2 separate regions of the Sus scrofa genome follow, and region 1 is linked to region 2. Evidence: chromatin contacts called from public HiChIP or PLAC-seq data. All regions are on one chromosome and are shown on one strand. The core of a region is the stretch at or near the end of the contact, and the rest is flanking DNA. Distances in the headings are between cores, read along the strand shown.

Region 1 (7,202 bases), core at 1,490-3,989, 210 kb before region 2:
TAACTACTTCTTTTATTTATTTATTCATTTGTATATTCATCTATCTATCTATCTTTTTAGGGCTGCACCTGCAGCATATGGAAGTTGCCAGGCTGGGGTCAAATCAGAGCAGTAGCTGCCAGCCTACATCACAGCTCACAGTAATGCTGGATCCTTGACCCACTGAGCAAGGCCAGGGATCAAACCTGTCTTCATGGATACTAGTTGGGTTCATGTCCTTTGAGCCATGGTGGGACCTCCCTAAAATTACTTTAAAAAAATTTCAGGGAGTGATATTTTCTGACTCTGTTATTGGCTTTTTTGAACCAGACTGATTTTTGTTAGAAACAACTTGATACATGTACTAACTAAAATAAATTCATATATAATTTTTTGCTGAGTAATGAAAAACATAACATGATTGCTTCTATTTCATGTGCAAATAATCAAATAAATAAGTTATTAAAAAACTTAAGATTGGCTTTATTGTACATTGTTGGAGAGACCTTAAACTCAATACTGAAGACCCAAGTTACTTAGAATTTCCCAGCAAGTTCAAACATGTCAGTATTGGCAGGTGCTTTTGTTGCTTTATCCTTGCTAGTCCAAGATGGAGATGGCTCTCACTGCATAAAAATGTTTTTGCCTGTTGCAGGCATAAGAAGATTTGAAACATATGTTTTGGAAACCTTTCTTGGCAGGTGATAGGATTCAATATGCCACTAGTCTCAGAGGCCTTGGGTAAGAGTCTTTAACAGAAGTTTTTCTTTTCTAGAGCAAAAAGATACTAGATTCAATTTCATATATTAATTGTAGAGTTACAGGAACTCTCTGGATCATTATTCAGGAGAATCTCTGTGCTCATTTATACACAGCCCCAGAATAAATCTGCTTGTTGTAGGCTTAACTCTGTGACTTCAATTGATAGTTGATTCGGTGGTTGACTTTAGCGTGACAGGCCAGGCTCAGTTTGATTTATTGTGTGACCGAGGTTGCTGGCACAGGGGAAAGTTGATTTGACTTGTTTTGGTTGCCTCCTGACAAGGTTTTCCTCACTTCATTCCTAGCCAAGCCTCTGAGCTACTTTCTTTCCCCGGTTGTTTTCAAGCACTGACAGCTTTATCGATACATCTTTTTTCTCTTTTCCAAAGCTACTGCTATTACATTCCACCACTAAATGTTAGCATCAAGTCATGTGAGGAATTTCCTACTTCTCCTGGCCTCTTTCCTTAGCCCTGCATCTCCTGATGACTTCTCTTTGCATGTGGATGGTGCAACCCTGAGACTTCTGGCCAAGCTTTAATTAAACTTTTTTTTTTTTTCTGATTTCAAAAGAAACACAGACTTAAAAAATAACTCCTAAAACATTATGAAATATGGGATTTAAAAATGAAAAATCATCCATCTCCTGAGAAGTGTTATGTATGTTATTACAGATTCCTCCCCCCCATGGAACTACTTCAAAAGGGATTCTATTATATATTCTCTTTTGCTACTTGAATTGTCTATGGTACCCATGGTCTTATACACTGTGTACAATCTATAATATGTGTTACTCCCAGGGGGATGTGGACTTGTTTAGTTATTCCTTACTGGGATTCACTTGGATTGCTCTTTTCCCTTCCAAATGTTCTAATTTTCTGTTACAAGAGAACACTTAGTTGCAGAAAGGGGATTTCTTCATTGAATTCTGGATTAAGACATAGTGTTAAAAATACACACACATGCACACACACAGAGCTTACAATATTTAATAATAGGTTCAACATAGGTATTGACTGATCAAAACAGATGTCAGCCTGGAGAATCCTGTTTTCTACAATGATTAAAATATGTTAAGTGATGCACCAACATAAGACAGACACACTTTTTATACAACAAACACAATTCATATTGAAGTTAACCACCCAAATGTAATATCTGGCTACATTAACTTTCTCAATTTTTTCCATGACAACTTATCCTCATCCTTATCCTTCTTTCCTTATAAACCTTAGCTGGACATGTAACTCATGTAACTCTTTTTTTTTTTTTTTTTGAATACTTTGTCATTTTCCCTTTGGACAGTGGTTCTCAAAAGCTTGATATTTGCTTCCCAGGGGACACTGGAGATGTTTGGAGACATTTCAGATTGCCCTACTGGGGAGGAGGCAGTGCTACTGGCATCTTGTAGGTAAAAACCAGACATTGTTAAGTGTCCTGGAGTATGCAGGACAGGCCGCATGAAAATAACTATCTGACCCAAATTCTCCATAGTGCTGCTTTAGGATGGGGTTATCTGGTCCGTGCCACCAAGCTGACCCCCGGGTGGTTTGTAAACTCTGTATAGGTACAATGACAGGTACAGAACATTTGTACTCAATACCTCACTTTTTTTTTTTTTTTCTCCTGAAAATAATTGAGTGGCTGCTTTGAGAAGCTCTAGCAATAGCGAGGGAGTGGCTGATTCTCTCACCCTGTTAGGTCTTGAATTGGGTCTCCTCTTTCCCCAGATTCACATGGGGAGGTTCTAATCCCCAGAACTCATGTGTGGAAGTTCTAATACTCAGAATGTGACTTTCTCTGGAAAGAGGGTCATTGTAGCTTCACTTGGTTAAGATGAGGTCATTAGGTGGGGCCCTAATCCACCATGACTGGTGTCCTTAGAAAAAGGGGAAGTTTCTACACAGACACATGCACATGGGAAAATGAAGGCAGAGATCAGGTGCTGTTTCAACAAGTTAAGGAATCCCTGAGAAGCTTTGGTACTTTGTTACCATTTCCATTAGGTGGGGCCCTAATCCACCATGACTGGTGTCCTTAGAAAAAGGGGAAGTTTCTACACAGGCACATGCACATGGGAAAATGAAGGCAGAGATTGGGTGCTGTTTCAACAAGTTAAGGAATCCCTGAGAAGCTTTGGTACTTTGTTACCATTTCCTGCTAGGTTAGGTTTTATTTAAAGAGGGCTACTTAAAATACATGGTAAAGATGGAAACTTAGAGAAAAAACAGACAGAACTTTTTTATTATTTTTTATTTTTTCCGCTGTACAGCATGGAAACCAAGTTACACATACATGTATACATACTTTTTCCTCCCATTGTTGCGTTTCCATAAAAAGACAGAATTTTAACTCATTATTTTTCTTTCTTTTTGTCTTTCTCTCTTTTTTAGGGGCACACCTGCGGCACATAGAGGTTCCCAGGCTAGAGGTCCAATCAGAGCTGTAACCGCCAGCCTAACGCCAGGGCCACAGCAACGTGGGATCCGAGCGGTGTCTGTGACCTACACTACATATCATGGCAACGCCAGATCCTTAACCCGTTGAGCAAGGCCAGGGATTGAACCTGTATCCTCATGGATGCCAGTCAGGTTTGTTAACCACTGAGCCACGATGGGAACGCCCTCATTATTTTTCTTATAAATCTCCTTCCTCTCTCAGTTTTCTAAGTTATTGTGTTAGGGGTTGTTTTCTGTCAATACGGTCAATCTTTCTCATCTTCTATTTTTACCCATCAGCCTTTGTCCAATGATGCAACTTTAACATCTACTACTCAGACCCAACAAATCATTTTCTTTCCCACTGTACATCCTTTTTTTCAACTAAAGGAATCTTACTGTTTTCAGCATTCTATACTTTTTTAACTCATACATTTTTGACAATTTTTTGGAATTACTACATGGCATGATTGTGACTGCTCTACATTTCCAGCCATCATCCTACCCACTTGCTTCCATTTATCATTTACTTCAAATACTGTCCTTTTTTAGCTACCTATATAGAATTTGATTTTCCCCCAAATCTTACGTTAAAAACATAGTATTCAACCTTCCACTTACAACATTTCATATAAGCATTCTGGTATTATTCTGAACTTTCTTTTCCTCTTGGACATATAATTCCAAACTTTACTCTTAAAATCACTTTTAACTCTTTTTTTAATTATCTAAAAACACACTTATATGTATGCATAATATACATATTTTATAATACATATACTATGAACATGTTTATAGTATATATTATATGCATATAAATAATCTAATGAAATATACATATTAAAATTTGGATAAACAGACTATTTCAGCATTAAGGGAGATGAGGCTATTCCCTAGTCTTCTTTTCTGCCATTTAACAAATAAGGAAACTAAACCAGAGTGTCCTTGTGAAACTTGTGAAACTAAACTTGTGAAATAGTTTTGTGTGTATGTGGGGTGCAGGAGGAGGAGAAAATAAGATAGAGAAGGTTGGGGTTTAAGATAAGTGATGGGAGCTCCTGTTGTGGCACAGTAGAAACAAATCCGATTAGGAACCGAGGTTGTGGGTTTGATCCCTGGCCTCGCTGAGTGGGTTAAGGATCTGGCATTGCTGTGAGCTGTGGTGTAGTTGGCAGACGTGGCATTTCTGTGGCTGTGGTGTAGGATCTGACATTTCTGTGGCTGTGGTGTAGGCTGGTAGCTGTAGCTCTGATTTGACCTCTAGTCTGGGAACCTCCATATGTCGCAGGTTTGGCACTAAAAAGCAAAAAAAAAAAAAAAAGTGATTAAGAAGGAGGAGCAGGAAGCCAACTCAATGGTTAAAAAAATGACCACAAAGGAGGAAGTGAAAGCATCAGTGTTTTCCCACCTCCCAACTTCAAGTTCTGTGTTTCTTCCCAGTAAACCACAGCACTGGAAATCCCTATCTGCAATTAAAATAAGGGGATTGTTCAGGGAAGATTTGAATTCTTCCCTGCAGTGAGAGATGTCAGCAATTTGTAGAAATAATTCACTCTTTCCTTTTTCTGGATTGACATGGTTGTGTGTGGCCAGCATAGGATTTAGAGACTGACCTCAATCTGTTTGCTTCCGATACTTCAAGGAATCTTTAATAACTAAAGAAGGTTTCTTTGGTTTCTTTGTTTTTGCTTAAGGGATGAATATAAACATAGGACTCATAGAATTGTGCAGGGGTTTGTGAAGTCTGCTGGAGTATACTTTATTGTAACAATGTTGACCTTGAGATAAACTGCTTTATTCTGTTTTGTTTGGAAAATCAGAATTTCATCTCCATGGAAAATAGAGGTGAATCAGGTACAAGTGCTAATGATTAAGTAGAAATGATGAACCCTATATTTCAGACTCAGATATTTTGGAAGTTTTCTGTTTTTTATAGAAATCTCAATTTGTCACAGTACGGAAATCAAGAGTATAATTAAGCTAATTAGCATTTTAAAATGTGATTGGAATACAAGTTTTAACTCTCCTAAGAGAGATATAACGATAGATATTCTGGTTGTATGCTAATAATCAAACTTTATCAAAACACTTTCTTGAAGGAACTCTACTTAGCCACACGGTTTCTATTACTTTCATATTATTTCCTATGCAAAAGAGTAATAAAGTTATACCTCATAAATACTCTAAATATAACTGTCCTTCCTTAATTGGTGGATATCAGGAAGTTTTACATTATCAAAACATAATAGGTATATATTTATAGACATATATATATATATACACACACACATATATAGGTGCACTCTACTTGTTGGCATATTTTTTTCTGGATGGCCAAGAGAGTTGTTATAAAACAGTGGAAGAGAAAATATTGCGGCAAATTAATGAACTTAAATGGCTTATTATAGTTTCCAGGTCAAGACAACTTATTGAAGACTATTATAACTTTTTCTTTAGTCCAGGAAACCACAGAATATTTACCACTTATTTCTGAGAAATGAGTGCAACTTATGGTAAATGTGACACAAATACCAGATTTGTATAGACTGGAAGTCTTTGCTTTGTGCATAGGAGTGGAATCATAAAAACGGCAATGCATGTTGGCATTGTACAAAATGATCTTAGTCGATGGGAAAATTATGATCATTCCATGATCTTTAAACCTTTTCGCCAAAACATGAAGAATTCCCATACTGTTGCTCATAAATGTATATAGGGAAATGGAAAAAGCAGTAATATTAATATTTATTTAGTACATTGTAATTTAAAACATTACAACATTGAGAATTAAGTGTTACATTTTTTGGGAAAGTTTTATCCAGCGTAGTTTGCATAGGGCTTTTTTCCTTCTAGTCCCATAATGTATTATTTTAATTGAAATATAGTTGATTTATAATGTTGTGTTAGTTTCAGGTGTACAGCACAGTGATTCATATATATATATATATATATATGAATATATATGAACTCCCAGATTTGTTTTTCTTATAGGTTATTAGAAAATATTGAGTATAATTCCCTGTGCTATACAGTACTATTGTTGGCTCTCTATTTTATATGTAGTAGTATGTATTTGTTAACCCCAATCTCCTATAATTTATGATATGCTGCGAGCATCTTTTCTACGCCTTGATGACTTATGAGCCTTTCTAAGTATGGATAGGCTCCCAACATTTTCTCTTCTGTGCTTTCAAAGTCTTTCAGTGTCATAAAATACCCCCTAGAGTTCCTTTAATGGGAATTTTTCTGCCTGTGTCACTTCTGGGACATCGCCTTATCACAACCTCTTTCCTCATTAATGTCAATAGGGTCACCTTCACTAAGTTCCTTTCATTGTACAGCTGGAGTGTCTGGAACAGTGGAGGTGTCAACATTCCCATGTCAACATCTCCATCTTCTAATCACATTCAAATTCACTCCCAGTGTTATCACTTTCTGAGCTTTCATCTGTTGGCCAATTTCCTCTTTTGAGTGTTCGTTTCTGTAAAATGGAAGACAAGGAGGTGACACAGTCACACACTTTCCTGTCTTTGTGGGACTAAATAACAAATGTGCAATAGCCAATCACTGACAGACCTGGAAAAGAGTGATGAGATGGGTCACTTAGCAAATTGTTCATCTATATAGTTATGTGTGTACTAAAGTGCTAGCACTGAAGTATTTGGTGTTATACAATGATTCACGTTTAATATACCATGGTGACTAAAATTTGAATTGTGTTTTTGGAGGACTGGTATTACTTAGGTGAAGCATGATAATTAAAGTTTGTGCAAAAAAAATTTGTTCATATCATAACTGTGTAAAGCAAAAACTACTTGTACTAATCAAGCAGGACAATTACAAATTGTAGGAGGAACTTATACTTTGTGGGAAAACACGCATTTTCATAATACTGCAGATGTATATATATATACAGTATTTACGTGAATCGACATAAATTCATATATTAAAAATAAGAAAGAGTTGATCTTTGTAATTCTTTTTTATGCATTTTATTTTATTTTGGGAGATGATTATTCAGAT
Region 2 (7,447 bases), core at 664-3,163:
AAAATCCCTAGTAAATGTCATACATAATACAGAATTAAAAAGCATCTTCTTTAGTTTTGGGAAATGATGAGGATGTCAAATTAGTGCCACTAATTAACACAGTACTGAAGACGAAGCTAATAATAGCTCCTTTTTACTGAGCACTTACTATGTACCAAGCAGTATTCTTAGTGCTTTATATGTTCTGCTTGTTTAACAGTAGTAGACTCTAAGTTCTTTACTTACCTTTGTTTCCTGTATCTTTTTGCTTCCTTCAAAAATTATTTCAGGCAGGGTCAATGAAGGGTGAATTTTTCTGAGCCCTGATAAGCCTGTGAATATATTCATTGCATCAGCACAGTTAAGTAATGATTTCCCTGGATATTTAATTCCAGGTACAGGGCTGTTTTTCTTCAATATTGTGGGGACTCGACTCCATTATCTTCTTGTATCTGTTGTTTCCCTCGAGAAGCCTGATGTCTATCTGACCTTTCTCTGCTTCCATACTAATGAATATTATGAAGTTTTTACTTAGCTTGAATATTCTTGAATTCCACTAAAATATTCCTGACTTTGACTGTGGGTTTGTTTTTAACTGTATCGTCTTTATTTTGAGGTCTTAACGTTTGCGATTTTTGAAAAATCTTGATTATTATTTTCTCATTTATTTCCCTAATTTTTTTCCAGACCACAAGTGGACAGAAGTTGGAATTTCTGCTTTCATCCTCCATATCATTCGACTCTTCATTCATTTTCTTCTTCTAATTGTGAGTCCCTAGTGCCTTCCAGGATAGTCCTTGATCTGTGGTGCTCATTGTTTCATGCTACAGCAGTATTCATTCTGGCATTCAAGCGACTTACTTAATTCCTTACTTTATCCTTTATTTTAAAAAATATTTATTATACTCAGTTATTTCTTCATAATTTCTTCCTCCTGATTCATGTTTCCAAAATCCCTCTTACTGTTCCACAAAGTATTTATTATTTTATGAAATTCTTATTTCAATTCTTATCTGTTCCACTAGGCTTTCCACATCTGACACACTTTTTTCCAGTGTCCGTCACTCTTTGGCAGAGTCCCCACTGTACATTCTTCCCTGTAAGCTTCTCTTTCTTAAATTGAGATCATTGTTACTCTAGTGTCTATCTGCTGGGAGCCAACACCCTTGGCTCTGGGTTAGGGTTCTCCAAATATGTTGGTAGGGGCATCCTTCAGGTTGAAGAACTTTGACTCTTGCCTTCTGCATTTAACAACTCTGTGACTCTCCACTCTTCTGATACCTTGTTTTCCAAGGATCCTTTCCAGTCTCTTGCTGTTGGTGCCTCATTATCTGGAAGTAGTTATGGGAAAAGCAATTACTTGGACCCAGGGTTTGGGCTTCTGTAGTTGGTGTTGACAGTTTTTCTGAGTGCCCCACCATATAGGCACAGCCAGCAAGTATCAGTCAAATGAAGCAGGCATCTCTCCATCCTACCTTTTGGGGAAAATGAGGGAGGGAGCAGGAGACAGCAACTACAACCTTCTTCCTCATCTCACCCTCTGTTTCTCGTCTCTGACTCTGTCCAGCTCTGGGCTGCCAAACTGAAATAGAATTTCTTTCTCCCAAGGGTTTTTCACAGATTTGGCATTAGTTCCTGAGCATGGCTTGGCATTCTACAAACCATCTGATTTCTTAAGAATCCACAAGGTGGATTTCCAAAGACGGAGCCAGCTACCCTTGTTGGGTCTTCCTCTAACCTAAGAACTATCTGGTCTCCTGCCTCCCAACTGATTCATTCAGGAAACAGTAGCTATGTAAATATATAATAATATTCACCATTATTGTGGTGAAACAACATTGGACAAAAATCCCAAAGATCCCAGTATAAAAGCAAGAGTGTGGTAGCTTGGCCACAGTGTAAAGGAGATTGTGAAAATTCCATCTTTCCATTCCTCTGAGACAGAGCTGTAAATTGGGCTACAGTGAGTTAGGATGAATCAGACTTGTTTCATAGCAGTTGTGGGTGGTGTGTTTACTTTCGTTGTTCTGACCCAGAAAGCAGCTGCTTGGAAATAAGTGGCAGTGTAGCAGCATTTTGCTAGTGCTACTGGCACAGGATTGTTAAACTAAGGTGTGAAGGAAAAACAATTCAGAATCTATTAAGATAGCCCTTTAGTTATCACCTTATAAACAAGGTTGAAAGCCTCAAGCATATTATAACCCTAGATTTTTAGGGACAAGTAGACCTGTTTTGAAAATGAGCTAATATCGTGAGGCGGTACCAGGCATAGCACATGCCTTGTGCTCCCTGTTGGCGAATGAACTGCCAGTGAAGGATTAAGCTGGGCATCCAACACAAGGTAGACCTGTTTTTACCTATTTGTATAACACTCGACAATACATTTAGTTTCTCTGCACTTTTTTTCTCTTCTGGGAAATTAGGAGGATTAGACAAGAGGAATTCCTTCAAGTTCAAATGAGATGGTTTTAACATAACATGGATGAATTTGATAATATGCTGGTAACCAACCTATGACCTTAATAGAATACTGGAAGGGATTTTAGACACATTCCAATCAAGCTTCCCTGTTTTAGAGATGAGGAAACTGAGGTTAAGAGACATGAACAGCGTTGCTCTGGTCACATAGCTGTCTAAAGACAGAACCAGAACCAGGGTCCAGGTCTGTAGGCTTCCAGTCTATTCCATGGCAGTGCCCACTGCCGTTGTTTACATGAACCCAGAGAGGTTTTATTTCTATAAAAATGAATGCTTGTGGTTCCAGCCCATGGTAGTGACCCATTTAATGCTAACTGCTTAGAATGCTATGTTCTCTAGCTGGATGGAGAAAAGCCTATGTTGTACATATATTCTGCAAGACTTTCCAATTTCCTTTGTTCTCATTCCACGTCTTTCAAAGAATCTTCTTGTGAGTAATATGGCCATTTTAGTTAATAGCGCAGCCTCTGTAATTTAGGGGTGGCTCTGGTGCAGGAAGAAGCCACCCACATTTGCCTCTTCATAATCCCCTCTGAAAACAAACCAAAACAGTCCTTAAAAGTAAGTTGAAACTACAAAAATGTAGCCATCTTGGGCATCCAGCAGAAAGGGTCAGAATCTTAAGAACTATAACAAATACATAATCCCACAGAAGGAATGGGGCACATTAAGTATTTGATGACGTCTGTACAGCCCATTTTCTTTGCACAAAAGCTGAGGAACATGGGAGAAGCAGAAATCTGAGAAAAATGGCGAGAAGTTTGGAATGATGATCCATTCATAGTAATTTTAGTAACTACTATTTAAATAAGAATATTTAATGAGACCAGTGAAAGGAGGTCAAGAACTAAAACTGATTAAGTCTCCTAATCTGGGTGCAAGCATTTTGTTATCTATGTACTAGGTAGTGACACACAGTGCTGGCGGAGAAGAAAGAACCAGCAGTGCCAGAAAGGTAAACATGTTCCACCATCTAATCCAGGGAAAAGCAAGCCAGCAGCCACATGGACCACACTGGAACTTGGGAGGCCAAGCACTCTGCCAGTTTTTAAATAAACTTTATTAATGGAGACAGCCAACCTCAGAGCGGCTTCATAGGCACTTCTGCTTTTCTCTGTAGACTTGGGAAGTTTAGTCTAACTTGTCAGGAGAAGCCCTGCAAGCTTCAGAAACAAGCTTCTGAGGCATACCTCAGAAACAAGATAGCTATAGCACATGTATGGCCCACTGGGTTGATTCAGTGTTCAGGGTAAATCATTTGATCCACTTCACAACAAGCCAAATATTTGGAGTGGGAAATACCAGAAGCCTAATCAGCAAGAGAAATAAAACATTAGGAAAATGATAACCAGCTCTAGTGAGACAGGGTACTGAGGAATTAATGGACTTAATTGTGCCTGTATTTCATTAAAAATTAGCTTTGCTTTAGCTTTTTTTTTTTTTAAACTTAATTTTAAGTGTTGTTTCGGAGGACTGTGGTAGTCATACTTCCTTGCTTCTGGTTGAGATTAGTGAGAAGCCATAGAAATGTTTGAATCCAGTTATTTGCCAGCAGGAGAGCAGCTATATCATTAAGCTGTCATTTTCACTCATAGGTTATTATCAGCAGGTAATAAGAAATATGCATCATTATAAATGTCATACAGCATTTCATGCTACAACAGATGAGGTATGTCTTCCTCGGCAGCACCGGGCAATCATCTAGAGATTGGTACCAGTAAGGCTATTATAAATCATAACACACACTTTAATAGTTAAACAATTATCTGGAGTGGCAGTACTGGAAAATTGTTTAGTAATGATTGGTTGATTTTTATGACAAAGAATAATTTTTATATAGATCTTTTTATACAAATACCTGAAGGAGGCAAAAGAAGAACATTCATTATAAACACACACTTGGGAACTTCTTGGTTTGGGGCTCATTTATCTTTTTATTTTTTAATGATTTTTATTTTTTCCATCATAGTTCCTGTCTCTTTAAGTGCAAATATTTGAAGTTGCCAGAATAGCTTTCCATATACATTTTAGAGTTTAAAATTATTTATATGTAATATTCCAATTATATGAAGATACTGCGTAGTAGGACTAAACAGGCCAAAATTGGCCACTTTATAATCTTTTAATAGTCTTTTAATATCAAGACTATATCGTTTTCTGTTTGAGAAGCCACAAATTAACAAGGGGGTGTCTTGGCCTATGGGATAAAAGGAAGATATTGCTTTGTTTTTAAAGGGCTAAAGCTACGAGGCTTCTCTCACATTTGTCCCTTTCCTTTCTCTTGGTATTAGGCCTTTGTCATTCTTTTCCACTTCTGTCTCTTCCTTCATCATATTTATGTTCTTCAAAACTTAGCTCAATGTTACCAACTATAAAAACCTTACCTGGACTGATCCAGCTGTCCTTTCCCATTCTATTCTGTCACCCTAGATTTGGCCCTACTTCTGGAACGGTTTAACAGACTCCGTGAGAATTTAAAAATAATATAAGGGATATGTGTTTCCACCAAGGCTATTGCAATCCAAAGTCGGAAAATGTTTGTTCCTAGGACCTGCCCTAATAAAGAGCTTGCACCAGATGTAATTCACCTAATCAATAACACGTTTAGTTCATCTGATATTTTTTTCCTAACAAAACTTTCCTGAAGAAGCGATTAGTGCACGTGTTCTCGGTTGTAAACTAGAACTTGAATAACACTGAACTAGACTCTGATCATGTTCATGGCCACTTCTTCTCTTTCCAGTCCTGTGGGAAGGGTAGCAGAACCGGAATGTGAGAGATGAGATGACTGGTTCATGGTGAGGAATTGCATTCACCGTGGTGATCATCGCTGAGACGTAGCATTTTCAAGTGTTCACTGGGTGTAGTCTGCATGAACTTACTTGAACCTCACAGTGGCCCAGTGAGTAGGGGTTATAATTTTCTCTATGCCACAGCTGAAGAAACTTAGAGATTAACTTTCTCTAAACCCTACTAAAATAAATGCCTAAGTTGGAATTCACCCAGATTTATCAGAAACCAAAGTCTGTACTATACCTAGTTGAGTGCCATCCAGAATTTTTGCAGTGATGAAAATGTTCTCTATCTTCTGGGTCCACCATGATTGCACTAACCATACATGGCTTGAAATGTGGCTAGCTCAACTGAGGATGTGAATTTCTAGCTTCATTTTATTTTCAATAATGAATATTTACATTTAAATAGCCGTATATGGCTAGTGGCTATTGTATCGGACAGCAGAGCTCCAGATACTTTTTAAATGTTGCTGACTCTAGGCTAATATGAGGAAAACCAAAGCAGGGAAATCTATCAGGAGAATGTGCCATTTTTTCTCCATTTCTAGAGTTTCTGTGGATCCCACATAAAAACGCTTTAAAAAAAAAAAAAAAGAAAGGAAAAAAGGAAAGAAAGGGCTCTTTTAAATCATTTGCCATATGGAAGCAAGAGGATTAAATTTTAAAACAAATTGGAGTTCCCTGTTGGCTTGGTGGGTTAAGGACCTGACATTGTCACTGCAGTGGTTCGGGTTTCTGCTGTGGTGCAGGTTTGAGCCCTGGTCCGGGAACTTCCACATGCCATGTGCACAGCAAAAAATAAAATAAAATTATTGACTGCTGCCTCTGGTTCAGACGCTCTGCTAGGCTTCAGGCATTATGAATAAACAAGTAAGATATGGTTCCTGTCCTCACAGAGCCCAGAGTTGAAGTAACTTTACAGAGGCTATCTCACATTGTTTCCGAGAATTTCTTCGTATATGATTAGACGAAGTGTTTAAATATCTGCTTATCTACTACTTGGCAGTGTTTTGCTTTTAATTTTCAAAATTTGAATTATTTGAAGCAGTTATCTGTTTTCATGATTTAAAATTCAAAGGGTCAAAGAGCTTTTTAATTTCTTTCTGTAGAAATAAATTAGTGCTCTTATTTTCCAGGGTATATGAAATATTTGTGCACACACAAGAACATGTACACATATATTTAATCCTTCTCCTTTTTAGAAACAAATACATTCTGGGTACACTGGATCCATTTTCATTCTAGAACTTACAGGATTTCTCTTTTTACTCCCCGTGGATGCATACTGTTTCGTTAAGTGGACACATCAGAATTTAATCTAAGCATTCCTCAATTTTTAAAAATTGTTCTCCTATTGTTATTTCCATTCTTTTGCCATTTCAGGAAATATTGACATGAGTAACTTTGGCAATTGAAATCTAACATGAGCTTGAGTGACTTGCATTCGCGTTTCCCAGAAAAGATTCCACAGAACACAAGTCTCAGAGGATGTTCATTGGCGAAATAACTTTCGGTAACTCTGGGTAGTCATTGGAGTTTCGTGGTACACATTGTCAAATTAAAGGAAGACCTACAATCTATGTCAGTTTAATCCAAGTGTTTCTTAGCCATCCATTTTCTCAAGTAATAGAATATACTCTTTTTTTAAGTTGGCTTCCCTGGGAAGCAGACTCTGAGTTGGAGACGTCCATGCAGGAGACTTCCTGGGTTGTTCGCAGGAACTTCACCTGATGGAAGTGAGTGGGTAGAGGGAGAAGTTGGAGTGGGATGCAGTTTCAGCAGAGGCCTCAGCCAGTCAACCCCGTGTTCCTCCAGCTTTGAAGCTGTGATGACCATGCAGGGATGTTCCAACTCCAAGGAAGGGAGCCAGCCCCCCAGGAGTATTGTGACCTTGTGCTGGGCAGCTCTCTCTCACTGAGAGCAGTCCTGGGGATAGCTCTCAGCTGGCGTATCGAGTGCTTCGTTGTTCACTACAGCTCCGAATAGTACCTTTGCATCTTTTCTGGAAATGCATAGCAATTCTGAGATAGCCCTTCTGGTCGAAGAAAATCATTTAGTCTCTTTGGGACCCGTTTTTTATTTTCCTCTGTGAAATGTGGATGCCTGGCTGGAAGTTCTTTGGAGTATCTAATGCGCTTTGATTCTAAGTATGTATTTAAATAAGTATTAATTAAAAGACAAGGTAAGAGTTTTCC

Evidence for each region. HiChIP or PLAC-seq counts read pairs in DNA pulled down with a chosen protein or histone mark.
Region 1: an H3K27ac HiChIP or PLAC-seq map of alveolar macrophages shows a contact between it and region 2. The contact joins two enhancer-like sites. A contact is called at or near these places in 1 of 47 Hi-C or Micro-C datasets (liver) and 1 of 2 datasets of contacts at active chromatin or transcription factors (alveolar macrophages).

The regions. Positions count from the first base shown.
Region 1 is chr8:85,925,643-85,932,844 of Sscrofa11.1, reverse strand. No RefSeq gene overlaps it. Among named protein-coding and RNA genes, the nearest start is that of ZNF330, 110 kb to the left of the region's middle. Within about 2 kb of position 2,739, at least 2 of the 83 cell types and tissues checked have an H3K27ac peak or open chromatin away from gene starts, as enhancers often do. A contact at or near this core is called in alveolar macrophages, where this site is marked.
Region 2 is chr8:85,718,932-85,726,378 of Sscrofa11.1, reverse strand. It overlaps a transcript of IL15 not described here. Among named protein-coding and RNA genes, the nearest start is that of IL15, 44 kb to the right of the region's middle. Within about 2 kb of position 1,913, at least 11 of the 83 cell types and tissues checked have an H3K27ac peak or open chromatin away from gene starts, as enhancers often do. A contact at or near this core is called in alveolar macrophages, where this site is marked.